Regions from separate parts of the Mus musculus genome. Here region 1 is linked to region 2. The links are chromatin contacts, called in public Hi-C maps. All regions are on one chromosome and are shown on one strand. Each heading gives the region's core, a stretch centred on a gene start, on an enhancer-like site or on the middle of the called end of the contact. The rest is flanking DNA. Distances are from core to core; before and after follow the strand shown. Region 1 holds the start of E330023G01Rik (RIKEN cDNA E330023G01 gene). Region 2 has its middle 31 kb from the start of Gm39411.

Region 1 (2,971 bases), core at 360-2,859, 100 kb before region 2:
CTCATGGGGATGCTATTATGTGGGTGTCTGTGGTGGCAAGGGTTCATGTGACACAGATTAAGTAGCAGAGAGAGCAGGCCAGAACCCAAACTTGGCATCACATCTTCAAAGTCTTTTCCCCTACTAACCTGCTTCTGCCAAAGAGGCCCTCCCCGCTTCCTGGAGGATATAGAGCAATCAGCATAGTGTCCCAACCTGGAGGCTGCAGACATGAGCCAGTGGGGGACATTTCAGATTCAATCTGTAAGTGGGGGGGGGGCTCTAAACTCAGGCTTTTCAAAGGTTGTGCTCTCTGTTTGCAGTGCTCAGGGCCTCCCTGGCCCCAACCTTGTCTCATGGACAGCCACTGTAACTCATTCCCTTTAGAAATCCTAATTCCAAAAAGCCAGGTTCTTAATTGTTTTGCTGGTCACTCTTGAACCAGTGACCACCTTGGTCTGGTTAGCTGGGACCAGGCTGCTGGAACCACAGGGCCCACACTATGGCCCAGGCAGGAGAGGGCCTGATTGGTAGAGGCTCTCAGGAGGAGGAGGGACTGGCCTGTGTCTCTAGCCACAGACATCCCTTAGCACATGGTCTCAGGCTGTTCTTGATGCTCCTGGATCCTTGGCTACTTGATGAAAGTAGGGCCCGTGTATCATTTGCGTCTTGATCTTGAATGCCTGACCCATGTGGCCTGAGAACTGGGATGTGGATTCCTGTGGGGTGGGGGCAGGTTCTCAAATCATCTCCTCGGTTGCCTCTTCAGACCGAAGGGTCCCATTTTGGTGGTGTGAGGTTCACTGCTGGTCTGCAAAGCTCAGGTCTGGGAAGTGTCTACAAGTGTTTGGTGGTCCCTATTGCTCAGGAAAATCTCTCTGAGTGGACATTGCAAAGTGTTTCTAGGTGTCACAGCTTTTGCCTGCCTGTGACTGCACTGGGGACAGAAACCACTGGTCTCCAGCCCTGGCTCTCACAAAGATGGCCACATTTCTCAGAGGCCCAGTCCCCGGGGTCTACCTACACTCAGGGAAGGAAGTGTACCTGCTGCTCACACTGGCATTGATCCTGTCCTCCTGCCTCACGACCCCAGCCGTGGGAAGGGAATGGGAGATCTCTCCCCACCACATGCAGCTGCTCCTGGACACCGCTTGGTGAGGGGGACCTGGTCATGCATGGCCCTTTGCTGCTTCTCCTTGTAGTCTTCAAGATCTGAAGTTGATTCCTTTGAAGGGCTGAGGATGTTTTATAGTCTCCTCTGAGGGTGTTGGGTGGAGAGGGGTGACATGGCATTGTGGAAAGGACCAGAATATCCAGGGTTTGAACCTGGGCTCTTGAAGGCTCAGGCAGGCCCCAGCACACTCCTCTCAGAGTTTTGCTTTCTTCCCCTAAGAGTTTCTACCTAGAGGAGTCCCAGAAGTAGCCTGGGAGACACCTTGTATACTCAGGTTTTGGAGGTCAGTAAATTAGTATAGCCCTTCTCTTAGGAGAATGGGAAGGCTCCTCTCTGAGTCTCTTAAGCTACAAGGTGACCTCACCCTGTTATTCTACTTCAGGGTCCTGGTTGGGAGATACAGTCATACTGGGTCCGAGGGCCAATCAACAAATGCTCAGGGAACTGGCCTCTACAGGGTCACTGGCTCCGGGAGCTCCAGGTGACTTCTACAGAAAGAAGGGAGCCTTAGAAAGGCTGAAGCACACCAGCAGGCACACAGTGAGACTGCTGGGGGGAATGGCACTGCAGAAACAGCTGGAACGCATGGAAAAGCTATGAAGTTCGAAGGTAATGGGAGGGGGGGCAGTTCAGTGGTGCAGAAGGAGTCAAGGCAGGGGAGAGCCCTGTCCTGTGGGTGGATAGGGGCTGCAGCACCATGGTAGTGCTTCTTTCATTCTATAGGAACAGAAAGCTGGAGCATGTGAGGTCAGGAGAGTGCTTGCCATGACCCAAGACCAGAGAGCAGGGAGCCAGAGCAGCTCCACAGCAGTGGGAAGGGAGGGTGCAAAGAATACAAGGAAACTTGGCATGGCTGTGTGAGCAGAGATGGGACACAGATGGTCAGCTGAAGGAAAGCCCACACTTTGGGTCTGTGTGTGTGTGTGTGTGTGTGTGTGTGTGTGTGTGTGTGTGTATCTGTCTGTCTGTCTGTGTGTGTAGCCCTGACAGGACCAGGAAGTGAATGAGTGGGTCAGTTGCAGCGAGGCCTTGCCTGTGGGCTGAAGGCGGTCTGGTTGATCTCTATACTGCCACTGGGGCTGAGCAGAGTCCCATGGGGTGACACTGTGGTCTGGCATGGGGGTCACTCTGACAGGACTTTCATGGCTGTACCGTATTAGCTGGTTAATCTTAAGGAGCAGTTCTTTCCCTTCCTGGGCCTGACTAAACCAGCCTCCTGCCAGTGACTTTGAAATGGTCCAGTTGAGTGGAAGAGGAAAGAGAGGGAGAAGCCATGGGTGGATGGAGTGCCAGTTGCTCACCCCCACCCATCTCACAGGCTGCATCTCTCGGGACCTTATCCAGCTGGCTTTGGGGCCAGTGCTATCCCAGTTCTCCCATCCTCCACAAGGATTCACACTCCATCCTGTGTTATTGGAGGTGCCTGGTGGCCTTGAGGTGGCTGCTCCCACTCCCTATCGGCTGTTGACATACGAGTGCCCTAGTAAGGAAAATATTTTCATTCTTGTGTAACAGCACTCTCAGGCCGCTTAATCGTATTTTTCCTTTGTCTTTAAAAACAAGCTCCTGTGTGGTTTCCTGTCTTTTTGCTGTTCTAAGGCTGTTCTAGGACTAAGCTGTGCTCGTTGATACTTGGTTTTTCACTGGGTTGCTGCCCTTGACTTCTTTACCTGGGACAATGGCTGAGCCCACTCATGTGCCTCAAACCACATGTGACACTTCATGGACAGAGGTTGCCTGTCATCCTCACTTCTACTCTGGGATGGGGATATTGCTTTATTTTGCAAGAGAAAATGGCATCCAGAGAATTAAGAGCCC
Region 2 (2,700 bases), core at 115-2,614:
TGCCTTGGTCATGATATTTTGTCAGGGAATAGAAAAATAACACACACACACACACACACACACACACACAAACACACACACACACACACACACACACACACACACACACACACACACACACTTCTTTCTGGAAATCCAAGGCAGAGATGGAGATATGAGACATGAGCTACATGGTCACTATGGTCCTCTGAGTGATCAAGGCCCTTTGTCCTCCATAACTCTTCTCAAAGATATCAGCTTTTTAAAAACATGCTTGACATGTTTGGTCAGGCAGGAAGTAGAGAGCTGATAAGCAGGGAAGGAAACAAGGGAGAGGGCAGTTTGGCTGGCCTTCTCCTGCCTTCTCTGTCTTGTGATTTGCCAACCCAAGTTTGGTCATAAACAACCAGGTCTCTGGGTATTTGGGGATGGGGGAGGGTGTGTACTGCCATCACATGTGCTGGGGACCAGGCTGGTGTCCTCTCATCTTGCTGTGTGGATGGAATATCTGTAAGGGTCAGACACTAAGGTTTTTCTCTTAACTTTTTCTAAAAGAATCATGTATATCTGTTTCTGCTGCTGCTTCTTGGAGTAGTTTGCATCTTTCAATGCAGTTCAGTTATATACAGAGTCTACATCTGAGATGCTAGGGCCTTGTGCTGGGCTTTAAGGAACTCTTCTTTGGTGTGTGTGTGTGTGTGTGTGTGTGTGTGTGTGTGTGTGTGTGTGTTTGTGCATGTGTATGAGAGTGCATGTGTGAGTATATGTGTTTGTGCATATGTGTGAGTGTGCATGTGTGAGTGTATGTGTTTGTGCATGTGTGTATGACTGTGAGTGAGTGTATCTGTGGTCTGTGTGTGAGAGTGTGTGTATAGGTGTGTGTGTTTGTGCATGTGTGTATCTGTACATGTGTGTGAGTGTGTGCATGTGTTTGTACATGTGTATGTTTGTGCATGTGTGTGAGTGTATGCATGTGAGTGTGCATGTAAGTGTGTGTGAGTGTGTGCATGTGAGTGTGTGTGTGTGTGTGTGTGTGTTTTGCAGGTGTCAAATAATAGACAACTGAACACAGTGGATTGATTTCCTCTGCCCTCCTTTATACTGCGCAGAAACATCCATCCTCCCGACCATTTCTCTGTTAATGAGCGTTCAAGATGCTCCTGAAGCTAAGTGCCCATAAGGAAAGAGGAAGGCCAGGTAGCCAAGGGCAAGGTGTCCTCTGGAACAACTGAAGTAACGAGACAACATACTTGCCACCATTTTCACAGAACCCTGACCGTTGTATACACTAAAAGTGCCAGCAGGAGGGTCCGCCCTCGCAGAGTCCGCCCTCGAAGAGTCCCCGCCTCTTGCACAGACTCAAATCCTCAAGGTCAGGAACTCAGCTCTGAGTCAGATTTCTGAAATTCCCTTTGCTTCCTTTAATTGACTTAGACAGTTCACTCTCACTGTACTGATTCCTCCTCGAGATTTAGAATGAGCTTTTACTAAGTGAAGGCAAACACCCTCCTCCTCCCCCATTCTGTCTCACTTGCTGTCTCACTTGCTGTCTCTGGCCACGAATTCCATTCCAAATTAATTTTTATTCCAACATGAGCCACTGTTGTTAGATCTTCTTTGTTTTCAATTCACTCTTATGAGCCCTTCGTGCTGGCATCTGTTATCATCTCAACACTTGAGCGGTGGAGGCAGAGGGATGGAGAGTTCAAGGCCAGGCCGGGCTGTGTAATAGGACGCTATCTTAAAAACAAAACCAAACAAAAAATGCCTCTTGTTCCCTAGCTCTTCTCTCTGGAACATTTGCTTCTTTTTCTGTCCTTTAGTGAAGCACATATTTTGTCTGAGCAGATTCTTGTGCTCTTACCCCTGAGTGAGAGTTAAGCGGGGCTTAGAATTCTGCACAGGCTATCAGTATGCCAAAGATGCTACTGCACTGCCCCTCACGTCGGCATGTGGTACAGACCTCCTTAGTACCCAGCACTCTTAGCACCCTAGAGATCTTTTTTTTGTCTTCTGTGTGTCTGCTCACAAGTTCCTCCACATTCCATCTTCAGAGATGTCTGAATCAAGCGATTTCCTGTGTTTGGAAAATGCTAGCTATCATTTCTTCACAGATCGACCGCTTCACAGTTCTATTTGCCCAACTATGACTTTATAGGGAGCCTGAGTCTCTTCCTCAGACGGTTCCATTAGCACCCATCAGACTTTCCAGCCTTGCCCCATGATGTGTTGGTGGCTCCCTGGCATTTCCTGTCCTCTATCCCTAGGTTTCCGTGTTGGTGCTTTAGCTCCAGCCCCTCGCTGCCTCTGCGGTCTCTGCTCAGTTGTTTCATCCGTCTCTTCAGACTTACATCTCAGTAATTTGCTTCTGTTTGAAGAGGTTTTTTTGTTTTGTTTTTTTCCTAAATGGTTGCTTTTCAGTCACTGTATCTGAATTGAGTTTTTAATTCTCAGTTTTACTTCATTAAATGTTTCAAACTTAGAAATCTCACTTGTTCTTTTAACCAGTCCAGAGTCTTGAGTCCTTCTAGCAACTCTCCTAGCGGCTGCGTCTTGCTATTCTTAGTTTTCTCTGAGTTCATCTATGACTCTGTAGGGAACCTGTGGGGCACACGGGATGGCTTATGACTCTCCCAGAGAGCTACTTGCTTGAGACTGCCTGTTTTCTTGGATGACCAGGGAAGTGACTTTGAACTCCAGACTCGTGCAGTGTAGGCTGTG

The links. A called contact is a pair of places that touch in the nucleus more often than the background predicts.
Region 1: a Hi-C map of granulosa cells shows a contact between it and region 2, with 1.9 times the contacts expected there. The contact joins the promoter of E330023G01Rik here to the enhancer-like site in region 2. A contact is called at or near these places in 1 of 39 promoter capture datasets (liver), 3 of 15 datasets of contacts at CTCF or cohesin (liver, pro-B cells and stem cell-derived epiblast-like cells), 27 of 484 Hi-C or Micro-C datasets (the 63-12 cell line, 8-cell embryo, the HPC-7 cell line and 11 more) and 4 of 115 datasets of contacts at active chromatin or transcription factors (the 230-238 cell line, embryonic stem cells and hepatocytes).

What each region holds. Positions count from the first base shown.
Region 1 is chr9:98,818,725-98,821,695 of GRCm38.p6, reverse strand. E330023G01Rik (RIKEN cDNA E330023G01 gene) reads left to right here and starts at 1,609. Exons shown (of 3, transcript NR_045332.1): 1 at 1,609-1,762.
Region 2 is chr9:98,716,860-98,719,559 of GRCm38.p6, reverse strand. No RefSeq gene overlaps it. Among named protein-coding and RNA genes, the nearest start is that of Gm39411, 31 kb to the left of the region's middle. Within about 2 kb of position 1,364, at least 8 of the 459 cell types and tissues checked have an H3K27ac peak or open chromatin away from gene starts, as enhancers often do. A contact at or near this core is called in Sertoli cells and granulosa cells, where this site is marked.